4 separate regions of the Mus musculus genome follow, and all the other regions are linked to region 2. Evidence: chromatin contacts called from public promoter capture Hi-C data. All regions are on one chromosome and are shown on one strand. The core of a region is the stretch at or near the end of the contact, and the rest is flanking DNA. Distances in the headings are between cores, read along the strand shown.

Region 1 (3,301 bases), core at 596-3,095, 1.2 Mb after region 2:
CCAGACCCTAAGCTGGGCTGGATTGGGTGGAGGAACATAGCCCAAGGGTTGGTCCTTGCTCAGGAGAAGCCTGGTAAATATCACCCTATAGTGAGGGAAGGACGTAGAAGACCTGGGCTGAGAGATTCTGTCAGATGAAAAGGATGCTATGGAGAGCTGTCTAGGTTCTCCATGGAGAAGATGCCAACCATGGGCAAAGACGTGGATTCCACTCACCAAGTCTTTGTTCCTATAAGCTGAGATAGGAGCATCTTGTCTTTCTTTAGAATACTTTATTACGTGTGTATGTTCATTTGTGGATTTCTACACACTCATGCAGGTGCCCACAGAGGCCAAAAGAGGGAAGAAGAGGGCATAGGATTCCCCTGTAGCTGGAGTCAGAGTTTTGAATTGCCTGATATGGGTGCTGGGAACCACACGTGGGTCCTCTGTAAGTGCAATGCATACCCTTTCTGGCTGAGCCATCTCCAGCCTAACTCTTTTTCTGTGTTGTGTTGTGTTGTGTTGTTTGGGGGGGGGGGTTCTTTTGTTGTTGCAGGGTTTTATTTTGGTTTGTTTTTTTGGCTTTTTGAGACAGAGTTTTTCTGTGTAACAGTCCTAGCTGTCCTGGAACTCACATTGTAGAGCAGGCTGGCCTTGAACTCAGAGATCTTGCCTGTCTTTGCCTCCAGAATGCTGGGATTAAAGGTGTGTGCCACCACACCCTGGCTTTTCTGTTTTGAAAAGAGCCACTATTAGTTGGTGAAGATGGGTCCTAGGCAAGTCAAGGTTCTGGCAGTAGAGGTCCTTTAAAGCAGGTCTCCCATTCTCCTACCATTTACCATACTGGAATTCCATAAGCCAAGCGTGTGGTCGTAGTCACTGAGGGAGCTGAGGAGAAAGTATTAGTTCAGCCCAGAAGCTGGAGACCAATCTAGGTGGTACATGACCAACACCCTCAGAGAAGAGGGGGCTAAGGGAAAGGAGAGAGGGAGGCTGGGGTTCCAGCCTGGAGAATTTCTTCGTTTCACGTGGTCCTTAGCAGTTCAGAAGGGGCGGCTGTTGTGTAGATGGATGAGTGAAATGTGTTCTTACAAGCCCAGGGAGCACTGTAGACGCTGCCTGTGGGAGCTGGTCTAGCAGTACTCAAGGAGAGGTTGACTATGGGCTCTACTTATTGGATCCTGATCTGAGGCTGAACTTCATTCAGGTCAGTGGTTAGAGCCAGGATAAAAGGAGGGCATAGGAACTGAGGGACAGGTGACTAAGCTTTTTACAAATCTTTTTTTAAGTACCTGGGACAGACAGGTGCTAGCGAAGTTGGCAGAGACGTCTCCTGTGCTTAGGATGGCTTGAAAGGCAGGGACGAACAGAGTATTCAGAGATGCAAGAGGAGGGACCTGGAAGTAGAGCTGGTAAGATTGGGCCAAGGTAGCGCTCTCTTAGCTTAAACTGCTCAACGAATGATAACTTGTTCAGGGTCTGCCCCGCCCCCTTCCCAGAAGCCCAGTGTCAATCAGGGATTGATGCCATCTAAGAGCTCCAGAGACCGGTAACAGGGCTAGAAGTCTGAATGAGGGTACAGGAGCTGTTTGTCCACTTTGAGTGACAATCTGAGCGAGAAACAGAGCTGAGACCACCCCCGAGAGCCATTGTAGGTTCTCAAACAAGGGTGGACCAAAAGTGCAAGGCAGAAAGTGATAGGGAAAGGCGGAGGCCAGCTCTGGATGCAAGATGATGGAACCAGTCCCGTTCACTCTGGCGGGTCATTGTCCCCAGGCAGCAAGAGGGACAGGGCTGGGCCGGCAAAGGGGCGGGACCGGGCACGTGGCCTGGGGCCCGCCTCTCAGACACGTGACCCGCCCAGGGCAGGGGAAGGGCTCCGGTGGGGCGGAGCCGCAAACCCAGGGCGGCCAGCGGGACAGACTGGCGGTGGAGCGATTGACAGGCGGCAGGGCAGCTCTGGGGCCCCCGGCAGAGTTGGCGGCGCGCGAGGACGCGGCTACGGCGGAGACGCTGGGATGTGGAGCGGGTAGGTCCCTGCACGCCGGTGGCTCTGCGCTCCGTCTGGGCCGTGCTGGCCTCCTGGGATGGGTGAACAGGGGCTCACTGCTGTTGTTTGCACCCCACTTGGGAGATAATCTGTACTCTCAGCCCTGCCTGCAGCAGCGAGGTGCATTGTAGCATGAGGACACACTGCAGCCCGAGAGCTGAAAGGACCTTGGCAGGACCGATCTGAGTTGCCCCAGGGTGAGAAGGGTGACCCCCTCCAACTCCTAGCTCCAGTGGAGTGCATGAGAGAAGTGGTAGTGGGGGTGGTGCATAGTAGTATGCATACCTCAAAAGTAAATCTGGGGCACGTATTTAAAGGAGAGCACACCCATGAACTCTGGAGAAGCAGTGCAGTTGAGAAAGCTAGCTGTGTCTCTCCAAGGTCCATCCCTAGCTAGTTGACTAGAACCTTCTGATTCAAGATGTGAGGTGGGTGGTACCTTCCCACAGTCTGGAGGGAGATAGGCACAGACCCTGAGTCCTGGGTGAACCCCTTTCCCACCCCTCATCCTCACTTCCATCTGTTAGGGCCATCGGTTCTTGAAGCTGACTCCTGTTCTTGGCCAGTCTAATAGGAGGAGACCTTGCTCCCTGTTCACATAGGTTGATGTTCTTTCTTGTCTAAATAGACAAACGCCTCCTCCTTCCAGGACTGCAAAGACTAGGTCTTGCGGTTGTTCCTGCTAAGGACTGTTTCAGGATAGGCAGAGGATAGGCGGAAGGAGGAGAGCCCTGGGGAGGGGAACAGGTGAGATCTATTTACTCTCACGGACCCCAGCTGATTGGAGTCGAAATGCTAGGGGAACCATGCAGCTTCGACACGGCCAGGGCACTAGAACTGAGCTCCTGTGGGGTGTGGGCTGGCTTGATCTTTTAGAGGGAGCAGAAGTCAGCCTGTGTTTCTTGGAGAGTTGCTCCAGGGAAGGAGGCTAGCTAGGCTTGGGAAGTGTTTTGGGTGGGTTCCTGGTGCCTGCCTCTGGTGGAGGCAATTGTGCTTGGAGGAATGCATGTGCCTGGGGCTGTGTGTTTGAGGAGCAGCCTGGTCTGAAGGAAGCTGTGAGCCTTTCTGCTGGGTGGACCGAGACAATTGCTGTATGGCCCTCAGGGTAACAACACCCCCTTCTCTGGGTTGGAGCCAGCTTGAGCACTTTGGGGGAGGAGGAGGGTCAGAGGAGATGTCAGGTGTCCTGTCTCTCTCTGTATTCCCAGGTCTCTCACTGAACCTGGAACTTGTTGAGCCAAGCTGGTGGCGAGTATATGCCAGTGATTC
Region 2 (3,255 bases), core at 740-3,239:
CATTCTGTCCTCTCTCTCATCTATTTAACATCAAGAAATCCATGCCATGATGAAGAAAAGTAATATATTATTTTGGTACAAAAAAGTTTAAGGAGAAAACTGAGGTTTCTAATATAAACAGGGCTGTACAGAGACAAGAGGATTAAAAGCACTGGGGCATGGAGGTTCTGGTTGTAGAAAGCACTTGAGTATTCTTCAGGAGTGAGACTGGTGGTGCCCAACAAGAGCATCTGTCTCAGAGCTCCACTCTTGGTCACCCCTCTCTTGGGGCTGGTATGATGTGGCTTTAAACTTGCACTGCATGGCCTGGAGCAGCAAAGCCAGACACCACAATATCAGATTCACCCAAGAAGAGGTCTGTGAAAGAGAACAGGAGTATGAGGTGGGAAGCCGGCTCCAATCCAGTCCTACCCACACAACATTGATCAGACTAAGGTGACAAGCCCCATAGCTACTTTGAGCTTGTGAATGAAGTACAGCCAAGCACATATTACATGGTGAACACGCTTAAGCTACAGTTGCTTAATCTTAGCGTATCCCTGTGTCTCACTTCAGCAGTATGTAGGTTGGAGTAAAACTGCACAGCAGTTCCTGAAGGTGTCCATGAGGTTTTCTGGGCTTCAGAGCAGCTGTGAAACAAGGTTAAAGAAACAAGTTGTGAGAAGGGGCGGGGAGGAGACGGACATGCTCTAAGCACATCTGTGTCCTCAGAGATAAGGGCCAGAGGAAGGGGATAAAGTAGGAACTTAAATGACTGACATGTCCCCTACAGAAGGACAGTCCCTGTCAGGCTTCCCTCCCTCTCCCGTTACCTAATTGTAAGGTTCAAGGAGATGATGGAATTGCAGAAAGAATTGGTGCCAAATCGAAGTATACAGGCAGACACTAAGATCAGGAAGATGGCTGTAGCTGAGATGGCCAAAGCAATTCGGAGCCCTATAGAACCTCTGAGAAAGAGAAAACAAGCTTGGTGGCCGAGGTGGGACTCATCTCAACCTCGGCCCTTTGTCATCAGTAGGGCAATCACCTGTGGGAGTCTTCGATGCAGCTGCTGTAGACCCAGAAGAAGAGAAGCAGAAGGCAGTAGAGTGCCAAGATGCCTGAAGCCCCAGCCACGAAGTAGCAGAGGGAAGGGGCTGAGGGACCTAACAAGGCCAGAGAGGAGCCATTGAGTGCAGCCACACCATACAAGGGACAGTTACCACCAAAGGAGCCCTGTGGAGAGAAGCTGTTAAGTCCATTTCAGTTCAGTACCCGAGATGTAGGTTTCTGTCATATGTAAGGACTAGTTCACAAGTTGAGATGAACGGGGAGACTGATGGATCTGCTGGGAACAAAATCTCAGGGCCCAGAAGGATCCGAATTCAAAAGGCTATAAATATAAGGAACCTAAGGGAAATCACAAGTTTGCCCTTCTCTGTGAGTAGGAGTTCTAAGTAAACGCTGACTTTGTGTGTCCCTTAACAATAAACTCTACTAATCTGTAAAAGTAGGTGTTTTAGACTCCTATAGTGATTCAAAGTATTCTATCACCAAAACTACCCAGCAGTAGGCAAGACTCAAATGTACACAGTTGTATGTTTCCTCACTTCACATACTTTGTTAACAATCACGATTTCTCTGCTACACTGTTTTTTTTTTTTTTCCACAAATGTTCCTATTACTGGGTGGATGCAGAGACGGCCTGTGTGTCTCAAAACCCTAGTAGCTTATGAAGCTCGACTGGAAGCTTGTCCAGTTCCTCTGGAGAGGAAACAACTTTGGAACGTTCTAACCCCAGGTCCAGTGTAGTCACCCTGTCCAACCCCCTACGCAAGCCTGCTGGACCCCAAGGCCAGCCCGCCCCCGCAGCCGCACCTGGGTCCGGGTCAGCGTCGCGGCCGCCAAAGCCCCGCACAGGAAGGCGGCAGTGAAGAGCAAGAGCTCAACTCGCTGCAACCAGGGCAGCGCCATGGCGCCCAGGCTACCAGGAAGACAACCACCCAAGCCCCGCCCACGAGCATAGACACGTCACTTCCGGGTGTGGCTTTATTCTCCGAGGCGCCGCAACCTCACAGCGGCAGGTACAGCGAGTAGTCGGAGAGCGCCCAGCGGCGGGCCGGGCGGCCGGTACGGCCGATCATGGGCAGCTTCTGCACGTAGCGGGACGCGGGGCTGGGCCCATATGGGGCAGGAAAGGCAGTTTGAAAGAGGCGCCCGCGGCAGCGCCGCCCGGCCTGACGCCCTGCGATTATAAACCGGAAGTGTGGGGCGCCACGGGGCGCGAAGCGGCTCTTCTGGAAGACGTCTCGCGTTCCCGCGCCGGGGCCCTGCTGACGAGGAGCACCCCGCGCCCGGTGTACGCGCGGTAGCGGCCTGCTCTCCGAGGCGGCGGTGGCGGTGGCGAGAGTCCCACCGCACGGGCTTTCGTCACCCTGAGGGCTGACCACGGCGCTGGCAGTCAGCTGCGGCATTTTCCGCACCGAATCCGGGGCAGCCGCAGGCTCCTTCTTGTCTCCGGGTGGTCGCGGGGCCGTGGGAGCAGGCTGGCCAGTGCCAAAGCGAGTGGCCAAGCTGTCACCAAAGAAGGAGTATAGCTCACGGTAGATGTCTGCCAGGGTCAAGGAAGAAGGGTCCTCTGGTCCCGCAACCCCTGATGGTGGCGGGAGACCAGACCCAAAACCTGTTTCGGAGCTGCCCCCGGGGGGAGATTCTTGTAGGAGAAGGCTGTCCCAAGGCAGGTCCTCCGCAGGACGGTACCCTCTCCCGCCAAGGCCACCGCGGTTGGGCTCTGCTGCCTGAGCTTTCATCTTCAATAGTCGTTCTACGGCCACCTGTAAACAGAGAGCTAAGAGGAACCTGGGCCCAAGAGCCATGGCAAAGTAAATCTGCTAAGCTCCTGCAGGAAAGAGAAGGTGGGACTGCTAACTCACCAGAATGGCTCCATACACTTTGTGCCCGTCCGCTTTGACCTGGGCATTAGATACGGAATAGTCATCCAGCACAGCCTGCAAGTTTGTCCAGTAAGTGGGCAGATGTGGGTAGAGGACTCGCTCCACTGCCTGGAATGCAAAGGACTGCAGTCAAGCAACCTTGTTCCAAATGCCCTCTTCAGTGCCCTTTCCCACAAAAGATCCACTCAATTTTTGACAGGGCTCAGTCCTCTATTTCCTTATTGACATATCCCACGTCTCTGGGATCTATTGTATGCATAAGCTTTTGGTAAGCATAAGGGATCAAAACATACAAATACATGCAATATTAAAAAGCCCCATT
Region 3 (3,385 bases), core at 425-2,924, 1.8 Mb before region 2:
GCTCAGTTTCTCTCTTGGGAGAATAGGGGTTCACAGCCCCACCCATGCAGTCTCGGTTTACAAAAGAACAGCAGCTGATCTGGGGACACAGGTCCCTAAACCCATGGGACTCATAATCCTTCAACTCTTAATCAGAGGACACCAGGTCCCAACCCCTCCAGGAGATTCCAAACCTTGCCCTAGGCCTGACCAGCTAGCCACCAATAGTGCTAGAAAGGGGGAAACTTGTGGGTACTGTCCCTGTAGCCCCTGTGGCACCATCTTCAGGGGCCTAACCTCCAAAGGCCACCCAGGGCTCTGGCTCTTCAGTTCCAAACTTTGTTCAGCACCCCCACCCCAACCCAGGCCCTCTCCTTGTTTCCACTTCCTTATTTGGGTTTATCACACTGCAAGGAAAAGGAGAAACTTTTCCCTTTAGTCTGGCCTGGGGGAAGGGGTATCCTGGGGCCCCGGGGGTACCCACCCTTGCCCAGCACACCTGCAGCTAAGGCCACGCCCCCAGCCCCTCCCCTTAGTTCTCACTCCTGCCCCACCCTGCCGGAAAGAAACCCAGCGTCTTCCAGGCCTATGGCCCGACTGGGAAGGAACAGTAAGGAAACTCAGGCCGCCTGAGTTGAGGCCCTAGGGAGCAAGGAGCCCAGGGGGTAGGAGAGGGAACAGTACAGAAACGTGGGTGAGACGTGATATCTAGATAAGAAGCCGCAGGTGAGTATCAGGGAAGTACCTGAGAGAAAGCAATAAAAAGTGGGGACCAGGATTTATTGAGGTTCAAAGTCACTAAGTTAAGGAGTGGGGAGCAAAGTTCCCAGAGTTGGAGGAACCTGGAAAGGAACAAAGTCTCCGGTAAGGGGTGGCTCGGTGCTCCCATCTGAACAGAAAGCTCGCTGGAATCCAGAAGCAGGACGAAAGGGTATCAACCAGGGCAGGCTGGAAAGGGATGACTATAATGGCTCAGGCAAGCGAGGCACTGAGAAGAGTAGGATCCCAGTGGCACCCCACCCAAGGCAAGGATGTCCTATGCCCCCATGGGGGTCCTGTGCCAGGAACAGGGGTCTGGGGACCAGACCAAAAACTAAGAACCAGCATGGAGACTTTGATATTCATCGTTGGCAAGGGTGGAAAAGAGTGAGAAGAAGGACAGGATTTACAGGGGTTCAAAGTCTCCATGCCAAGAAGAGCCCAATTGACCACAGCTACTGTCTTGCGGGGGAGAAGAGCGGGGACAACGACAAAGTCTTCAATTACCAGGACAACAGGGGACTCAAGTTTCCGGAGTGCAACAAGGCTGGAATAGGGGGTGAGGTGGTCAGGCAACACTGAAGTGGGGGTCCCTGGCATTCATCTAGTCGAATGTGACTGAAGGAATCCTTCGATCTAGGCAGAGCAGAGGACAGCCCACTCACTTACCTCGTCCCATTTGATGAACTTACTCCCGCGCCGCAGGGTCTCCACCACGGTGGGCGGCTCCAGCTGCAGCGCGTGGACGCCGGGCCTCGCGCCCGCCATGGCTAAGCCAGGGGCGGCTCGGGGACCTACGGAGCCCCGACGGGAACCGACGGTGCCACTGCTCTCTCCACACGCTCCCGCGCGGCCCGCTCTGGCCCCGCGGCGTCAGCGCCCGCCCGCCAGCCAGTCTGTCCCGGACGGACCGGAGACTCGGCGCCCGGCCCCGCCCCCGCAGAGCCCCGCCCCGTCGGGCGGTGCCGCCCCCTCCCACCGCTATGGTGCCGCCCGACCCACGGCGGCGCCCCCTCGCGGTTGGGGCGGCGACTGCAGCCAAAGGGATGATGGATGGAATGGGGGGGGTCTTTGTTGGCCGGCTGACTCAGTAGGACTCTCTTTTTTTTGTCTTAGATAAAGTGCTATTGAGGGTGCACCTGGAAAGACGGGTGTTGGAGCCGCTCAAGACATGCCAAGGTCAGCCGGTTGAGGACTCAGGTGGAAAAGGCGAAGATAATAAGGTTAGGGGACACAGACCCTTGTCCTCAACCCGACTCCTACCGCACTTAATGAGCTCAGGAAACGTCGTCACCCCATCTCTCTCCATCCCACTCCACCCGCGTGCCCTCACTTTGCCTCTCCCCCTCCTGCTGCAGCACAGTCCCCCCTCCCAGGGAGCACTTAGCTGGCTAATGGGCCTCCCGCCGGCAGGCGCCCCTCCCCCGTCCCTAGCTCTGGAGGCCTGGAGCTGCCACCTCCTTTGAGGACCCAGGCATCCTGGTTTTCCAGAGAAAACCTTGCCGCAGTTCTTGTGCTGCTGACCCTGTGACGGGAGCCAGTCTCAGTGAACCTCTTAGTTGAACATAGTGAAAGATGGTTGTTTGCCCAGAGGTGGCAGAAGCCTCGTGGGTGTCCCCAAAGGAGGGGTTGTGCAGCTCCTGGCCCACAGCAGGTGCCCTGAAATCTGTGTTCCAGTGATCTGAGGAACCGAAGGGGCAGACCCATGGGCACCGGCCGGGGTGGGGGCTGTAGCCCCCCCCGCAGGGCTTGGCTGGGGGGGCTCCTGCCTGGGGGCCCCTGTGGGAGCCCCCCCAATACAGAGGAGGCAGCAGCAGCAGGTTTAAAGTAGAACTCATCCAGAGGGGCCAGCCAAGTCACCTAGAAACCCAGAAAGAGTTGGAGCTAGCTCTGGGGGAGGAGGGTCGGCTAAGGAGGAGCTTCCCTACCGGCGCCTTTGCCCCAGGCGCTCAGGCCTCCAGAGGAGCCCTGCCTGGCACTGGCTGTCCTCCAAATCGCCATCATGGCGGCAAACTTAATGAATCTAGTTGTCTTTGGCTGTGGCCTTGTGCAGTGGTGTGATTGTTATCTCCACTTGAGGCCCAGAGAGGGGAAGGGACTTGCCCAAGGTCACACAGCTTCCTGAGAGGATTTAACCCCTCTTTCTGCTTCCTGCCTCTGCTCCCTGGTCTGTAGGAGAAAAGGGGGGGGGGTGCAGGCCTGTCATCTCCCTCCTCTTCTTCTTCCTTCTCCTCCTCCTCCTCCTTCTCCTCCTCCACAAGGACTATAAGAAAATACCCCTTCAGAGCTCCAACTACCACCCACCTCCTCCAGAGATCAGAACCATTAAGAGTGGAGATTGGCCTCTACCCACAGGCTTGCTTTCAAATCCAGGACTCCCTTATCCAGGAGCTAGTTATCACAGTGCAATAAACACACACCCCTCTGTAGACGGGTGACAGGTAGAAAAGAAACTGGGAATGTCAAAGGGGAAAGAGTAAAAAAAGGGCACAGGGGATCCTGCACACCAACGCTAAGGGCAGGATGACTGAGCCCTCCCAGAAGCTTCTGGAAGCAGGGCCTTGAAAAACAGGATGGAAGCTGTTTGTTGAGCCAGGCCCTCTTCTTCCCCCACCACTAATCTCTTGAGGCCAGGCAGCCCCCCATT
Region 4 (3,148 bases), core at 575-3,074, 1.6 Mb before region 2:
AGGAGTCTTACTATGCACCCCACCCAGACCTGGGCTTAAACTTGAGATTCTCCTGTTCCTGATGCCCTGGTCCTGGAAATACACTCAAGTGCCACTATGCTCACTGGTGTGTATGTGTGCTGTTTTCCATGTGGGTGAAGGCCAGAGCTTGATGTCTGGCATCTCATCTAACAGCTCTCCATCTTTTCTTTCTTTCTTTCTTTCTTTCTTTTTTTTTTGGAGACAGGTTTTTTTTTACTAAACCTGAAGTTCACTGTTTTGGCTAGACAAGCTGAACAGTGGAATCCAGGGAGCTCCCTGCCCCTCTCCCCCTACCAGCACTAGGGCTAAAGACTAGCCGGTTACTGGGTAGTCAATGTCAAATCTTCATGCTGGTGAAGCGAATACTTCTTAAATAAACCATTCTCACGTGTCCTTGCTTTCTATACAGTTTCTTCTCTTTTTTTGTTTTTGTTGTTTGTTGTCTACACAGAGACAGGGTTTCTCTGTGTAGCCCTGGCTGTCCTGGAACTCACTCAGTAGACCAGGCTGGCCTTGAACTCAGAGATCCACAGCTTCTATAGCATAAGTGCTGGATTATAGGCGTGTGCCACACTGCCCTGCTGGGGTTTTGTATCTTTTAAAGATGTGTTTTATCTATATTTGTATGATGCATGTGTGTGAGCACAGGTATGTGTTTGCATGCTTACCCAAGGTCAGGACGGGATGTCAGATGCGTTGGAGCTGGAGTTACAAGCTTGTTATATGGGTGCTGGAACCTGAACCAGTCTTCATGAGGCTATGCACCAAACGCCATCTTTCCAGCCCCCAGACTCTTGTTTTTGAGACAGAGTCTCAGTATGTTGCCCAAGCTGGCCTGAATTCCCGAGCTCTGTTTTCATGCCTCAACCTCCCACTAAATGGGCGTAAGAGAGGGCATGGCTTGGTTGTCACTGTTTCTTCAGTGGCAGTGCTTTGGTTCTACCCCTAATTCAATGCCCAGATATCTGGATTCATGACCCATTGTCACTTAAAACAGAAGAGCTCCAAAAAAGGGAGGGATGGGGGGGCCTAGGCTGCGGTGTAGTATTAAGAAAGTGCTTGCCTAACACAAAGTCCCGGGCTTGATCCCCAGCACCACATAAACCACAAGTGATGGCACAGGCCTGTTATCCCAGCACTAAAGAGATTATCGCTTCAAAGTCAAATGTGGTCAGCCTGGGCTACAAGAGACCCTGCCTCATGTTTTTAAACTAATGTTTTAAAAGTAAAAATTGTCCTAGTATCTAAATGCTCCTACATCTCTGGGAATGTAGACCTGGTGAACTCTGCAGCCCTCCTTAATAATAAAATGTAGCAGTAACAACCATGACGTCGCTGCCAGTTACCAGGCATGCCCTCCCCTGCGGTGGGGGGGGGGGGGGAATGGAAGGAGAGACGGGTTTAGAGAGGCCGAACAGAGTAAACAAACTAGCGGGCTGACCTGACATCCAGGAACTTGGGAAAAATACCTAGGGCTTAGGAGCAGCCGAGCGACTGTCTCATCCATGCCTTGAGGACAGGCCTAAGCCAATGTCGCAGGCTACCACAGTTCGCCCACCTCCCCGCTCCCGGTCCGTCCCGCTCACCAGGACCCCGAGCTGCTCCCGCGCCGGCTTCGAGTGGACCTGAGCCCGCGGCACCATGAGCCGCCGGGCCGAGCCGGTCAGGCTCCTCAGCAGCAGTGGCGTCAGGACAGACATGACGGCGCGGAACGACCACGGACGAGGACCAGTCCAAGGTCAGGGAGTCAAGATGGCCGAACCAGCCGGAAGTTCCGGCGCTGAAGTTGCCGGACGCCCGAGCCGGAAGTATTTCGGAAATGACGTCGGGACAAGCCCCCTCGCCCGCCTGGGCTGTTTTTGGCGCGCTCCTCGAAACAACCAACCGACATCATCCTACACAGATGGGAGGAGAAATGAGACACCTTTGCTCCCACCTCCACTTTCTTCGAGAGTGACACGCATAGCCACCCAATCACACAAGCTACAAGTCTATTGACTCCTTGGCTCCTCCCTCCATTCATTTAACTAGGATCCTCTCTCTGCCAGCACTGTACTAGTGACTCCAGCTCGCCACCAGTAAGCCTCTAGTTTTAAAAACATAGTTTTACTTTATGAGTGTTTTGTCAGCATGTTCATCTGTGTATGCAGAACGCAGAGAGGCCAAAAGAGGGTGTTGGATCCTCTGGAACTGGAGTTCAGGCAATAGTGAGTAATCTTGTGGATGCTGGGAACTGAACTGAACTGGACCTCTGCAAGAGCAGCGAGTGCTTCTAAGCGCTGAGCTCTCTCTCCAGCCCCGAGACTCCTGTCATTTACTGTTATCCTCTCAGAAACCCGTTTCCACATAACTGGTAACTGTTCTCAACTTCTGCTTTCCTCCTTTTGTGTGTGTTAGGACAGTTTTGTTTTGTTTTGTTTTGTTCTCTGTTTTTCGAGACAGGGTTTCTCTCTGTAGCCCTGGCTGTCCTGGAACTCACTCTGTAGACTAGGCTGTCCTTGAACTCAGAAATCCGCCTGCCTCTGCCTCCCGAGTGCTGGGATTAAAGGCATGCGCCACCACGCCCGGCCAGTTTTGGTTTTTTAAGGTCTCCAGTAGCCCAGGCTGTCCTAAAACCGTGTAGATGAGAATGACCTTGAACTTTTCTGCTTCTATTCCTATGTTCCATGCCTTGTTGCCTCTCTTCTTTCTCTTCTTTATCCCCTGTCTCCCTTCTGCCTTTATTCTTTCTGTTCCTTTCTCCTCTCTCCTTCCTTCTTGTTTTACTAGACAAATACCTGATCAAGTGGTTCCCCATTGCTTTCTTTAAAAAAATATTTATGTATGTGATTACACTGTGTCTATACAGATGGTTGTGAGTCTTCATGTCACTGTTGGGATCTGAATTTTTAAGACCTCTGCTTGCTCCGGTCAGCTCTGCTCGCTCCTGTAAACTCAGTCCCTGCTTGCTCTGGCACAAAGATTTATTTATTATTAATACATAAGTACACTGTAGCTGACTTCAGATGCACCAGAAGAGGGCCTCCAATGGGATTTGAACTCAGGACCTTCGGAAGAGCAGTAAGTGCTCTTATCCACTGAGCCATCTTGCCAGCCCTCCCCATTGCTTTCTAGACAAGGCCCGGAT

The links. Promoter capture Hi-C pulls out the DNA fragments that hold promoters and counts their contacts.
Region 1: a contact with region 2 is called in a promoter capture Hi-C map of trophoblast stem cells, with 5 times the contacts expected there. A contact is called at or near these places in 4 of 39 promoter capture datasets (cranial neural crest, embryonic stem cells, hematopoietic stem and progenitor cells and 1 more) and 3 of 130 datasets of targeted methods (astrocytes, pancreatic cancer cells and trophoblast stem cells).
Region 3: a promoter capture Hi-C map of embryonic stem cells shows a contact between it and region 2, with 7 times the contacts expected there. A contact is called at or near these places in 6 of 39 promoter capture datasets (the C10 cell line, the HPC-7 cell line, cranial neural crest and 2 more), 1 of 484 Hi-C or Micro-C datasets (B cells), 4 of 130 datasets of targeted methods (double positive thymocytes, embryonic stem cells, pancreatic cancer cells and 1 more) and 1 of 9 other capture datasets (macrophages).
Region 4: a promoter capture Hi-C map of pre-B cells shows a contact between it and region 2, with 2.9 times the contacts expected there. A contact is called at or near these places in 6 of 39 promoter capture datasets (embryonic stem cells, hematopoietic stem and progenitor cells, hippocampal neurons and 2 more), 1 of 484 Hi-C or Micro-C datasets (B cells), 4 of 130 datasets of targeted methods (large pre-B cells, pancreatic cancer cells, stem cell-derived neural progenitor cells and 1 more) and 2 of 9 other capture datasets (macrophages and pancreatic islet).

The regions. Positions count from the first base shown.
Region 1 is chr19:10,016,349-10,019,649 of GRCm38.p6, forward strand. Rab3il1 (RAB3A interacting protein (rabin3)-like 1) reads left to right here and starts at 1,846. Exons shown (of 10, transcript NM_144538.3): 1 at 1,846-2,011. The coding sequence starts at 2,001.
Region 2 is chr19:8,772,478-8,775,732 of GRCm38.p6, forward strand. It overlaps Tmem179b (transmembrane protein 179B), which reads right to left and starts at 1,990. Exons shown (of 5, transcript NM_026325.3): 1 at 1,858-1,990; 2 at 1,028-1,215; 3 at 813-947; 4 at 551-629; 5 at 45-357. The coding sequence starts at 1,953. The coding sequence ends at 196. It overlaps Taf6l (TATA-box binding protein associated factor 6 like), which reads right to left. Exons shown (of 12, transcript NM_146092.2): 11 at 2,913-3,041; 12 at 1,877-2,813. The coding sequence ends at 2,052. It also overlaps the pseudogene Gm2518.
Region 3 is chr19:6,968,140-6,971,524 of GRCm38.p6, forward strand. It overlaps Plcb3 (phospholipase C, beta 3), which reads right to left and starts at 1,675. Exons shown (of 31, transcript NM_001290349.1): 1 at 1,408-1,675. The coding sequence starts at 1,506. Gm52400 (a long non-coding RNA gene) reads left to right here and starts at 557. Exons shown (of 3, transcript XR_003952919.1): 1 at 557-705; 2 at 1,855-1,961.
Region 4 is chr19:7,215,792-7,218,939 of GRCm38.p6, forward strand. It overlaps Cox8a (cytochrome c oxidase subunit 8A), which reads right to left and starts at 1,825. Exons shown (of 2, transcript NM_007750.2): 1 at 1,608-1,825. The coding sequence starts at 1,721.